Regions from separate parts of the Anser cygnoides genome. Here all the other regions are linked to region 1. The links are chromatin contacts, called in public Hi-C maps. All regions are on one chromosome and are shown on one strand. Each heading gives the region's core, a stretch centred on a gene start, on an enhancer-like site or on the middle of the called end of the contact. The rest is flanking DNA. Distances are from core to core; before and after follow the strand shown.

The links. Hi-C and Micro-C count contacts between places; a contact is called where the count stands out from the background.
Region 2: a Hi-C map of liver shows a contact between it and region 1, with 2.9 times the contacts expected there. The contact joins the enhancer-like site here to the promoter of PDGFRA in region 1. A contact is called at or near these places in 3 of 7 Hi-C or Micro-C datasets (granulosa cells and liver).
Region 3: a contact with region 1 is called in a Hi-C map of granulosa cells, with 1.8 times the contacts expected there. The contact joins the enhancer-like site here to the promoter of PDGFRA in region 1. A contact is called at or near these places in 2 of 7 Hi-C or Micro-C datasets (granulosa cells and liver).

What each region holds. Positions count from the first base shown.
Region 1 is chr4:28,662,500-28,666,436 of Taihu_goose_T2T_genome, reverse strand. PDGFRA (platelet derived growth factor receptor alpha) reads right to left here and starts at 2,147. Exons shown (of 23, transcript XM_013172769.3): 1 at 2,128-2,147. The coding sequence starts at 2,136. LOC106030789 (a long non-coding RNA gene) reads left to right here and starts at 694. Exons shown (of 3, transcript XR_007158817.2): 1 at 694-1,652.
Region 2 is chr4:28,159,910-28,163,846 of Taihu_goose_T2T_genome, reverse strand. All of the region lies in intron 5 of SCFD2 (sec1 family domain containing 2), which reads left to right. Among named protein-coding and RNA genes, the nearest start is that of RASL11B, 59 kb to the right of the region's middle. Within about 2 kb of position 1,741, at least 1 of the 3 cell types and tissues checked has open chromatin away from gene starts, as enhancers often do.
Region 3 is chr4:28,225,472-28,229,408 of Taihu_goose_T2T_genome, reverse strand. All of the region lies in intron 4 of SCFD2 (sec1 family domain containing 2), which reads left to right. Among named protein-coding and RNA genes, the nearest start is that of SCFD2, 75 kb to the left of the region's middle. Within about 2 kb of position 1,653, at least 1 of the 3 cell types and tissues checked has open chromatin away from gene starts, as enhancers often do.

The sequences.
Region 1 (3,937 bases), core at 898-3,397:
GGTCCCAGCTCCCCGCCGCCCCCGGGGGCCGCCAGCCCCCGGCACCCCGGCGGGAAGGCGCCCCCGGAGCGGCTCAGTCGGGGAAAAAAAAAAAAAAAAAAAAAAAAGAAAGAAAGAAAGAAAAAGAAAAGAAATACCAACAAATGGATAAAGTGAGAGAAAATTAAAAAAAAATGGGAAAAGAAAAAAAAATTAATGGGAAAAAGAAACGGGGGAAAAGGAAGGAAAAAAACATGGGGAAAGTGCCCCTCACCTCTTACCTTCTCCTCTCCAATCCGCAGCTATAGTCCCGCAGATTGTAAAATATCCAAAATATGTCCACGTCTTTTGTGACTTTCCCCGCTCAGCCGCGCTCCTTCCCTCCCGCTCGCCCTCCCTCCAGACCCGACTGCAACGGGCTCACAACCCGCGCCCCGTAATTGATTCAATGTTATAGTCCATCCTTCCAAAACTAATCATTTGCTTTAAGTAAATAGCTGTCAGGAAATGAAGCCCCCCTCCGGCCCCTTCGCAATAAGAGCCGCCCTGGCTCGCCCGGCGCCCCCAGCCCCGCGGCCGGAGGCGGGCGCAGGAGGGAGGCTCTTACGGAGGCAGGGGGGCCAATCTCAGCCTCCAGATTTCAGCAGCCTCGCAGGGGAGGGGGAGGCTGGCCATATGGCAGGGGGAGGAAAAGGGGGGAATCGGAGAGTTTTGCACTGCGGGGGGAAGGAAAAAAAAAAATAAAGGGGGAAAAAAAAAAAAAACTTTGGTGAAAAGTCAGAGGGCTCCCAATTTCGTGAATGAGCCTCCTCCCTCAGCCCCTCCAGGACGGTGGGTCACGGTGTGAGGTTATGGACGGGGAGCTGGAGCTGGAAACGAATTGGCGGCTTCCTCGTGTCCTTTGTGCGCTCCTGAGCGCGGGCACGGGCCGCAGAGCAGCACGGAGGGCTGCGAGGCAGCCAGAAGCAGGAGGCACCGGGCGAGAGGGGCAGAGCCGCACCGCTCGGGTTTATGAATGAAACCACAACGAAAGGCAGCCGTCGCCGGGAGCCGGCCGCCCCAAACCCTGCTGCTGTGCCGGGACCGGGGAAGCTCTTCTCATCCTCTGTGCCCTCGGCCCGGGAGCCCGGTCTGAGCTCGCCCGGGGCCCCGACGGCTTTAGCCGGGGACCTCCGCCTCGCCGTGGCGACCAGCGCTGGCCGGGGGAGGTGGCGGGGGCTGCCCCCGTCGCCCCGCTGCGGGGTCCCGGAGCCGAGCCCGGCGAGCGGGGCGATGCTGCGGCCGCGGGAGAGGGGGCAGTGCAGCCCCAGGAACCGAGCGGGGACGGAGGCCCCTGGCTCCAGGGAGGGCTCCGGCCTCGGAGCCGAGCCCCCGGGCTTCTCCCGCTTCCTCCCTTCCCGCTCCGGCCCGCCTCCCTCCCTTTTTTCTTTTTATTACTATTTTTTTCCGTTTAGGGCTAAACAAAAGTTTTGTCCTCAAAGTCAAGCGGCAGGATGCGGTGGTTTTTCTCCCTCCCTAAACCAAGGAGAGCTGAGCCTCCGGAGCGAAGATGCCCCGAAGGGAGTGAGGGCAGGCAGGAGAAGAACAGCGTGCTCAGGCCGAGGGCCCTGTGGCGAGGCTCGCAGGGTCCCCAGCCTTTTTGCACGCTCTCCGCTAGTGCATCCTCAGCTCGGGTGAGTGCACAACCCCGCTATTGCTTCCACATGTTCCTGCAGGAAACCAGCGGAGTCAGATCCCTGGTCGGAATGCTAACAGGATACCGTAATGCTTGTGAATAAACAACAGGCTGCGAGTGAGTCAAAAGCACAATGAGGGAAAAAATAATAATAAAAAAAAAATGGGTACACCCGGGTGTTCTCCACCTGGGGGGCGAGCACAGGCAGCAGCCCGGCCCCCCGAGGTTGTGCAGGACGAGCCCCGACGGGACGGGAGGGCTTCGGGCAGGGTTCAGCACCGCGAAGATGTGCGGCTGTAGAAAGTGCGTGAGCTTGAGGCCGTGCGGGGCTCGGGCTGGCACCCAGGAGCCTGCTTTGACGGGTTTGAGGATGGAGGTGACGCCTGGCGAGGGACCCGCCAGCATCAGCCGCGACGCCTGCTCAAGGAAAAGAGCAAAAGGAAGGGGAGAAGGCGCTCTCTGTTTGCAATTACCTGCCTCATTTGAATAATGCCTTCGTCGTGATCATTATCGAGCATTCGTTAACGGCTTCCACGTGGGATCTCACAAGAACGAGGGCAGAATAAAACCAAATTGCGGGCTCGGGACGGGCAAAAAGCTGCGGGCGGGGACCCCGGCGGCTGCTGCGGGGCCGGGCCGGGGGCAGCGGGGCCGCTTTCCCCGAGGTGGCTCCCCCTTCCCCGCCCCGACGGCAGGGGACGAGGGGCCCCCTGCCCGCGGGAGGAGCCCGGGAGCCTTGTCGGGGCCGTTCCCCCCCTCCCGGTGCCGGCGGTGCCTGGGGGGTGTTTGAAATAACCCCTCCGGGACGGCTCCCGAGCGCTCCCCCCGCCCCGTGTGGCGCAGGGGGGTCCCGTCCAGGGGCTTGGGGTTAGCGAGAGGACAGGCTGGGGGTGGGGGGATTTACACCACGGCAGCCCCCTCCCCTCCCAGCCCCTCTCCCCTCCCCCGGAGTGCTGCAGCATAAGGCATCCTGCCTGTTTATGTGGCAACAGATGGAAGCCGCACGTCTTAAACAACCCGGGCTGAATGGAGCCGCTGCCGCCTGTTTACTTTCCCAATCTGCAGGCCCCCAACACCCCCCAACACCCCCGCGGGGGCGGTCGCAGTCCCGGCCCCCTCCCCGGTTCCGCAGCGCCCGCAGGCTCCGGGCGGCGGGCACCGACGGGGCGGCTCGCTGTGGCCCCGGGAGCTTGCGGGGGGGCTGGGAGCTGGGATTTTGGGCTCGGTCGGAGGGCAGGGATGGGGCTGAGCGCCGTCGGCCACGTTTTAGGGATGCCCGGTGCCGGCTGAGCTCTCCCGTAGGCACAGCGCCGCTCAGGAGGACCGCGACACCCCTGGATGCACACCTCTCTGCTCATTAGTATTTTTCTATTTTTCTAAGCTTTTTTATTTATTTTTTTTATTTCTTTTTCTAAATATCCATTCAATGGATATTTCCATTCTCGGGCCCGCCCGTTTCCCGAGCAAAACACCGGCCTAAGCCACAACCCCTGCATCGAGAAGGGCAGCTCCGGGCCGGAGCAGAGCCCCGACAAACCCCGAGAGAGGGAGAAAACCGAGCGGCCTCTCCTCGCTTGTCCCTGTAAATCTGTGCCCCCGTCTGTCGCGGAGGGAGGAGAACACAGCAGCGGGACAGACGGGGACAGACCGGGGGCACAGCCGGGCTCCGCCGAGCCCAGCCCCGCCGAGGGAGATGCTCGGCCCCTGCAGACGTGCCGCGTTTACAGCCACGGCGGGGATTTTTTGATTTTTCCCTTTTTCCACAACTCCCTCGTTCTGTTTGTCCGACATCGGCTGTCCCCGTGTCGGTGGGCGAGCAGGGAGCCAGACAAAAGAAATTAACGGCTGCTCCCCGCCGCCAGCCTCCCCTCCCCTACCTTTATTTTCATTCACCCCCGAGTGGTTTAAGGCAGTGCCCCGTCCCCGTCCTGTTCCCTCTAAGGCCTCTGCTGCCCCAACATCGAGTTGTTTTGCTTTCGTTGTCACATTTGCCTCATGACGTTAAAAAATGCCAGAACAAGCGTGGCAGCCTTATTCTTTGCGGTGGGAAAAAAAAAAAAAGCTTTGTTTTTCCTGATTTTTTTTTTAATTTTTTTTTTTTTTTTTGGGACTGGGGCAGCACAACCAGGCTGCTCCGGTCCTAACCCGGTTTAGGGGTGGGGTAATGGGGCGGGAGCGGAGGCTGCAGGGGCAGCAGGCGGGACGCTAGGGGGCACCGCAGCCCGCGGGAGGAGCGGCCGGGCAGCGCCAGCCACCGGGGGGAGCGGGCACACGGCTCCCCCC
Region 2 (3,937 bases), core at 492-2,991, 500 kb after region 1:
GCCCCAAAATCAAGCACGTTCCCAGCTGCAGCCAAACACAGGGTGAGTGTGGAAAGCTGTAGGAGACAGCAGTGAGTGTAGGAGTTGGGTTGGGTTTCTGTCTGCTGCAGTGGGTTTTGTGGCACAGGGAGATGCGCTTTTATCTTAACATAGTCCTGTTGAACATGTCCTGCTGAAAGCCTTTGCCAGCATGCCTGTTACCCTCGGGAAGACTGAGGTCAGTGAGATCCCGCGTGGTGGTTTAATGTGCGGGCACAGCGGGTGGAGATGGCTGCTCAAAGTACACGGGCTAGTCTGAAGCAACTAGCCATGTCTCCTCGTATTAGATGTGCTGTCGGTGCTCAGTTGGACGAGGGGAAGCTCTTGTCAAGTCCCGTCACCGTGGATGTGGCTCGGATGGACGGGGGCTGCCTCTTGCACCCCAGCACCCCTCCTTGGAGGTGTGGGAAGAGCGGCTCTCTGCTTGCTCAGCAAGATCGTGTCACTCGGAGGGAGGCTCCGGAGACGTGACCTCTGTAGCCTCTGCACAGCACATTGCATTCAAGCAGTAATTAGCAGCGGTGTGGAACTAACTTGGGGAACGCAGGAACAATGCCGTGGCCCAAGCTACTGCCTTTATAAATTAAATCAGTGTCTGGGGATAGTTACCGACTTGGCTCTTCCTCTCCCCCTTCTGCTTCTTCCCTCCTACCCCCACTGCAGTATTTCTAGACAGTGTTTTAGCAAAGGCTGCAAATAAAAACATTTTGCCTCTGCTGCAGACACAACTGATTATGGGTATACAATGATAATTATATTTTTGTACTGGAAGTGAAACACTCTGCTCTGTTATCAGCTTTGTTATCAGGCCTTACAATTTTTATGGGATAGTATTTCTGTAGTATTAGCAGCACTGTATATGCAATTGAAAACTAGATGCAGTAAATTATGGCTGAACACCAGCAGTCCAAAGGTTAATTTGATTGTACAAGTACAACCTCAGAGTTATGCATAAACATATGCTCTACATACTTATTAACGAGCAAGGTCAGACTGGCATGAGTTTTGTTATATTTATATTTCCTGAATATTCTTCAAGAGTTTACATATGATCTTCAGGACAGATAACGCAGAGATCTGTTTTCAGGAAATGCCTATTTTAACCGTAAGGAAAATAGCAGGATTGAAATTGTTAGCTTGAAGTTTGCCTGTTTTTCAGTTAATGGAGGGGTTGATAGGGGTCTGAAAGAGTGCCAGTAACTTGTGGTTGGCATCACCCTCAAGGCTGTGTGTGTTTGGGAAAGGCACAGAGAAGGAAACCTGTGAACCCTAAAGCATTTGCAAGTCGTAATCAGATGTACAGCTGCGAGGGAGTACATCAAAGAACCTCCTCTGTGCATTTGTATTTCAGTGCAACTGCCTACAGCTTGAGACAAAGCTCGTTCACAGCGCCCACCTTTCCAAAATCATGGTTGGATCATCTCTCTCCGTTATGCCAAAGGACCTGGACAGCTAATGCAGGGTGAAGTAAAGCTCCTCGGTTACATTGCTTCTACTGATTTAGAGCATTTTCCTGTGATCACTTGCTGTGGGGTAACCTTACTGGATGAAAGGATAACCTTGCTGGATGAAAGAATCCAGCCTCACATTTGTCTTCGTGTAGCCTCAGAGTTCCTTCATCATATCTGATTTACTGCGTTACTACATTATTATAGCTTGGCATATTTAAATCCAGTTTAGTATGCACACAGCTCATTCAGTCTAGGTGTCTCATTGTGTGCTTAAAATTTGGCAGCGTTCAGGTGCCCTGGTGGTTAATTTTGATGAGTTAACACAGAAACCCATCAAAGTGAAGATAAATTATACTCTTTCTGCCAAGAAGTAGTACCTTGGTGAATTAAAGCTACACAGACTTTACAAGCAGTGGCCCTGCTCCAGTGTTGAGTCCAGATACAAGGTTGGTGCCCAAGTGGTAAAATAAAATTTGTTTGCAGAGGCAGTTCTCAAAAGTGGTTGCCCGCAAAGCTTCAGCTGCAAATGCTACAGGGGAATACTGCTTTTCAGATACCTGTTCCCATACAAACTTTCTCATATAATTCGAAATAGTAATAATAATAATAATAAAAATAACAGATGTTCTCAAATATCTGAGGAATATTTTTGAGTGAATCTAGACTTCTCTTCCTTGAGAGAAAATGGTTGGTGGGGAATTATCACTGCGACTGGCATCCTGTGTTGCAAGGGACATTTGCCCCATTGTTCTCTCTGTACATCGGTTAAGTTATGGGACTGCTAAACGTGGATCCTATCTGTCTGCAGGATGTGGATCCTAAAGATGACATTTTCACTAATCTGTTCTTCATTTTTAGTGTTTTGAGATGCTTGACATCAGCGTGTTGCATGTGTAAGAGCGAGCACTTAAGCATTGCAAATGTTGTCAAATATCATTTTGAAACCCCCTTGAAAGGGTTCAAATGTTTATTATAAACTGCATCTCCATGTTATCCTTTCTGAGCATGAAGCACTGGCATCGGTTATGCTTTGTGATACAAGCCTGCTCGGGTGGGTGTGAGAAGTATGGAAGGCAGAAAATGGGGTCACCTCTGTGCCTGCAAGCCAGGAGCAGGCAGGATGTGTGAGCCGTGGGCAGGCAGCTTTCTGCTGGGGCAGGGGAGCGGTTAATTTAATTTGGGAGAGGAGGCAGCAGCTAGAAAGCAAGTGGTTCCATATACTATCTCTGTTGTTATTGCCAGTTCAACTTAATTCAATTCTGATAATGTCGACAGATCTCTCTGTACAACATCTTTGGGCCGTATGGAGCTAGTCTGGCAGCTCCCCCAACCCAAATGGGTGTCTGGCACTATCCATCATATTGCTCATGAGGCTCAGACAGTGTTTTATCCAGAATCCTGTAGCAGCCTCGGCATATATACACTACCCAAAAGTAGATCTTGCAAATCTGCAGTGGTCCCGTTTGTACCACCATTGCTCCATGTTGGCCTTCAGCTGTGTCATCATTGAGAATTTGGGCCCATGCAGGGAACTTCCCAACAATTTGAGACATATAGACATCATAGAGAATAGCATTACATTTCTTCAGTGCAGCTGCTCCTGATTTTCTGTGTTCATGTTAAGGGGAGAATAAAATATGGCTGTAGAAAAGCACTGCTGAGATTGTCCACTCCCTTGCTCATCTCCATCAGCAAATAGATCATTCACCGAGGGAAGAGGAGAGTCTCGGTTCTGCTCTCCTGGCCGACAGCTTCAAATCTAGACAAAAGATTGATCAGTCTTCTGTGCAAATGAAAGACTATGTATGATTTAAAGAAAGACTTGCCTGTTGGCAGGAATATTCAGATGTGTCAGACGGAGACTAGGCTCCCTTTTTTTTTTAGCCTTCTTTAAAGGTTTTACATTCTTCCAAAATATCTTTTTCTGATGCACTCACTGTGTACCAAGTCTATTTTTAATAGACATGCTCCACCTATATCACTCTGTTGTCTTCATATGTGATCCAGAAATGTTCGTATGACTAAATTTTGGACATTGTATTGATTTCCATGACAACTGACTGTAATATGGTAAACAAAAGATTAATTGTTTTGTTGTGGGATCAAGCAGATGAGGAATTTAGATCACAAGAAAGAAAAGTGAACCTCCTGTGCAAAATATACAGCAATTGCAAAGGGAATATAGCAAAGGAATAGCTAAATATGTTTTTCTTTAACTAAACCGTTTAATTTGTCCAGCTTGTTCCAGTGTGAAAGTCGCTTTCTGAGAGAAGATAAACAAGAGTATCAGTTAATTCCTTGTGCAAGGCTGAAAAGCTTATCTCATGCAGTGGTCAAGCTTCTCAACTTCAACTGGCCAAACATCTGCAGTCAGACAAAGGCAGCTGTCCTTCATGACGTTAGATAAACCCACACATCTTGTGCTGGGCCCGTAGCAAAAGCCAGCA
Region 3 (3,937 bases), core at 404-2,903, 440 kb after region 1:
ACTGAGAGAGTGGCTTCAGATGTGAGGGTCCCAGCTGAGGACTGGAGCAGCTACTCACATTGTAATATCTAGGAGTAGCTTAAAGTGATGATGTTAGTTTTGAAAGTTTATATTTAGAAGGATTAAACATACATTAGTGTAGTAAATATCTATTTTTATTTTTAATGGTAGCACACGATTTTATTTCTAGCTATTGTAATACCATTTTACTTTGTTTATTTAGGGTACATGTCATAAGAGTCATCCAGATCCTGGATTTAACAGAAAGTACTTTTCATATTTCATTTTGATGTTAATAAACAGTGTCTAAAGGAGCTTTGTAATACTATTCTGTCTTCCAAAATAGGATCCAAGTCTCAGATAAATGACTTAAAGTATTTTGTGAGTTGTAATATATAACCGAGATCCTCTGGATTCTCTCATTCAGACTGTAGTTTCTCATGCCTCTTTCCTTTTGCTGCTGTGCATCTCCATATGGGATATCACTTACGCCCTGAATGTCTGCTTCTCTTGTCCTCTGAGTGGACTGAAAGAGGGCCTGTTAGAGAATCGGGAGCTTTCTGTACTGGGGAAGGGGAGAAGAATTTTCTAGTAGCCGCCAAAAAAGAAATTAGTGGTTTTCTGCTGTTACAGTGGTATGGCTATGCAGCGGGACAAGCTGTGTGCAGCAAAACTTGGCAGCGCTCCAGCTTGAGGTGTGGGGCACCAGATAAGAACAATAGAAATTACATCGAAGTGATATATTTTCACTCTTGCAAGAGCTTTGTGCAACAGAGACTGTGAGGTAGCCAAACATACCCATACCAGCTATTGAAAAGCAGCTCGAATGCTGCGGATGCGCCAGCTAAGTGGTTACAGCGGGCTCGGGCTGTGCCTGGGCTGCGTTGCCACCAGCATACCACAGCTCACGGTATATGTGGAAATCATTCGCTGCACTGAATGTCATTGCTTGTACCTGGGCATCAGCATCAGCCCATCCAAGCACTTGAGTTGATGCTCGGTGGTGTGAGGAAGTGGCCTCTGGTCACAGGTGGAGGACAAGCAGGAGGCTTGCAGTCATGCATGGAGGTGAGCACTGGTCTTCTGAGTCGCAGCCTGGTGCCGGGCTGCTGGGCCATCCTTCCTTTCTCTCCTGCCAGAAGGCATGATGGGGAACTAGAAAATACCTTGGCACCTCAAATGTCTACCATTTACAACTGAAGTTGTTTTGTTCCATTGTACACACACAACGCTTTTTTTTTTTTTTTTGCCTGTTTTTGAAGTCTGAATTATAAGCAATGTAACTCAGCACATCTTAATATTCTCTTTGAATAATTAAATAAATAGTTAATATAAAGATAGGAAACATGCAGGCTTATCTTTAAGGCTGTTGTTTTCCTGGTTAAAATGGCATGGTATATGCATCTCCCCAGAGCTTCAGAGAGAAACTTAAGGAATCCTTCCTGCGTGAAGCAACTAGGAAGTACATACAAAAGTAACTGAAAACTTCTAAAGTCCTTAAATGTTTGGAATGACATGCATGATTTAAGTGTTTTTGGATATTGGGACCAGATGTCCAGCTCTCCAGTCAGCTCCCTTTGCACAAATGTGATATCAGGAGGGAGTTACGCTGACTCAGGCGCTCAGCCGAGTGGGAGGGAGATCCCAGAAAGCCAAGATCACTTTTCTGCTTGTAGCTCATGCTGGAGGAACGGACGGGGAGGAGCTGTGGCAGGAGCCATCCCTGGCAGTCAGGATGCCCCTCGTATGGCTCTTGCAGCTGGCAGCTGGGGAGAGCATCCCGGTGTCTTCTCCATGCAGAGCAAGGAGCCAGCCGCAAAGGTGCTGCTGCTGCCTGCCGGCTGAGGAGAGGGCACATAGGCCACGTGGCATCGAGCAGCATGACAGAAATTCGGATGTTGGGCATACTTTCTAATAAGCAGTGTGCTAGAAGGTCATATAACCGCGCACAAGCATACCCAGCCCCGGGTGTACAGTCTGTTCACCACTGTGTGTGAATACCATCCTTGAGGATTTCTGCTGAATTAAGGAACTGAAAGAGCGGCTTTTATGTAGTACAGTTAAACTTTGCTTAAAGAGAGGGAGCTGTTGGCTTTGAGGGGAGGAGAAGATTTCTACGATGGGATGAGAAAGTTAACAAAAGAATGGGATTTCAGAATTTTTTCACCGTAGCACTATGATGTTGGAAAAATAATCACCATTTTATATATGCCTGGATTTCACTTGATGTTTCATACTTGATGTATAATCAGTAGTTATTGAGGCTGCTGCTCTTGTACATGTATAAGGGAAAAAAAGTACATCTATACTCTGACATGTTGCTGTTTTTTCTGCCATCTGCTGCTCCCCGGAAGATGATAACATGACTACTTTTTAATGGCAGTGGAAAACTGGAGAGGAGAATTAGGGCTTGAACCTGATACATTTCATAGGATGAGATGAGGTACAGCTGTGTACTCTAAGCTTGTTTCATTTTCCCATTCTGAAAAAGGAAAAGAAAAAGCTCTTCCTTGTACAAATCAAACCATAGTGAGCATCCTCCAGTGAAGATGTCCTGTCGATGAAAGATTCCTTCCACACACAAAAATGGACGGGGAGGCTCATAAGTTACAAACCTACTCATGCGCGGGACATCTGCCTTTAATCACCATGAAAGCCCGAATCCTGTTTAAAGCACGGCGAGCCTTGTACAAGGGCTAGAAATGTCAGTAGTCTATTGTGATAACATTTACTGTACTGATTAACAGCCTCGGTGCCCTGCAGTGGACTGATAATCTGCCTTCGCATGTCTTTGTGCTGCCGTTCTGTCTCCTTCCTGTGGGCTGAGTGGGGCGTGCAGGCGGAGCACTGGAGCTTTCTCATGTACAAAATCTGCCACATTCACATATTTTGCTTTGTGGTTTATGTCATATTTTCTGTCTCTGTCTATCTGCATACCAAGTATAAAATATTTTAAAGACAGTGTAAAATATGGTGAAGTTAGCTGGTGTTTAAATTCCTATCTGGAAAATGCAGTAGTGTGTGATCCAGCGTCTGGTCTCATATGATCATCTCATATAAGTTGCTGTTTTACATGGCCATCAAGTTTCTTGACTCTTAATGAGTTTCAATTCCTAACATTTTGGTAATTTCCGGTAGTTTCTGGCAGGTATGTTTATTTTATGATAGCTTTTCACTAAGTTTCTCACTGTTTTTTTATAAGAAAAGGGACGAAACAAAAGGGATGGAGGGAGAGAATGCTCAGATCTACATCCATTTCCGTTGCAAATGTCAATAAGAAATTGGATTCTGGGGATACTGTGAAAGGGGGCACGTTTTGGCCAAAGTAGTACCTTTATTCAACATATAATTGGAGTACTATCATCTCTAAGATTAAAGCTCTCAAGTATATGCTTGGCCATAACTTGGTTGGAATTGTGATTCATCTGATGCTTTGGCACAATCTGACTAGGCATTGATTCTTGTGGTAATAATATATGATACATGTCGTGATGGTCTGTTAATAGCAAACTTCTAGGGGCAGAATTTGACTAGATTTGTTTAAAAAAAAAAGAAAAAGATAATGCATTCACAAACAAAAAAGTCTACAGGAATATTAAAACAGATTTCCTTCGAAGGAGCCCAGACAGTAATGTGGGCTCCAGAATCCTTTGTGGTTTTCACCCATTTGAAATAGATTTGTTTTCCCGTATTACGTTTGTGCCAGGCAATCTTGTTTTTTTGTTTCTGGTACCAGTGCCCACCACGGACAGGCCCGTCACCAGAAGTGTGGAGGCTTCCCTGAGGAGTTGTGGAACATCTGAAGTTAGCCTGGCGTAGGAGTGAAAGATGATACAAAGAACAAAGGGCTGAGAGAGAAGAGGTGCCTCAAAAGGCAAGGATGTGGCACAAGATGAGGTTATTTTGGCTGTCAAGCAGTCTCTTTTTATAATTTATT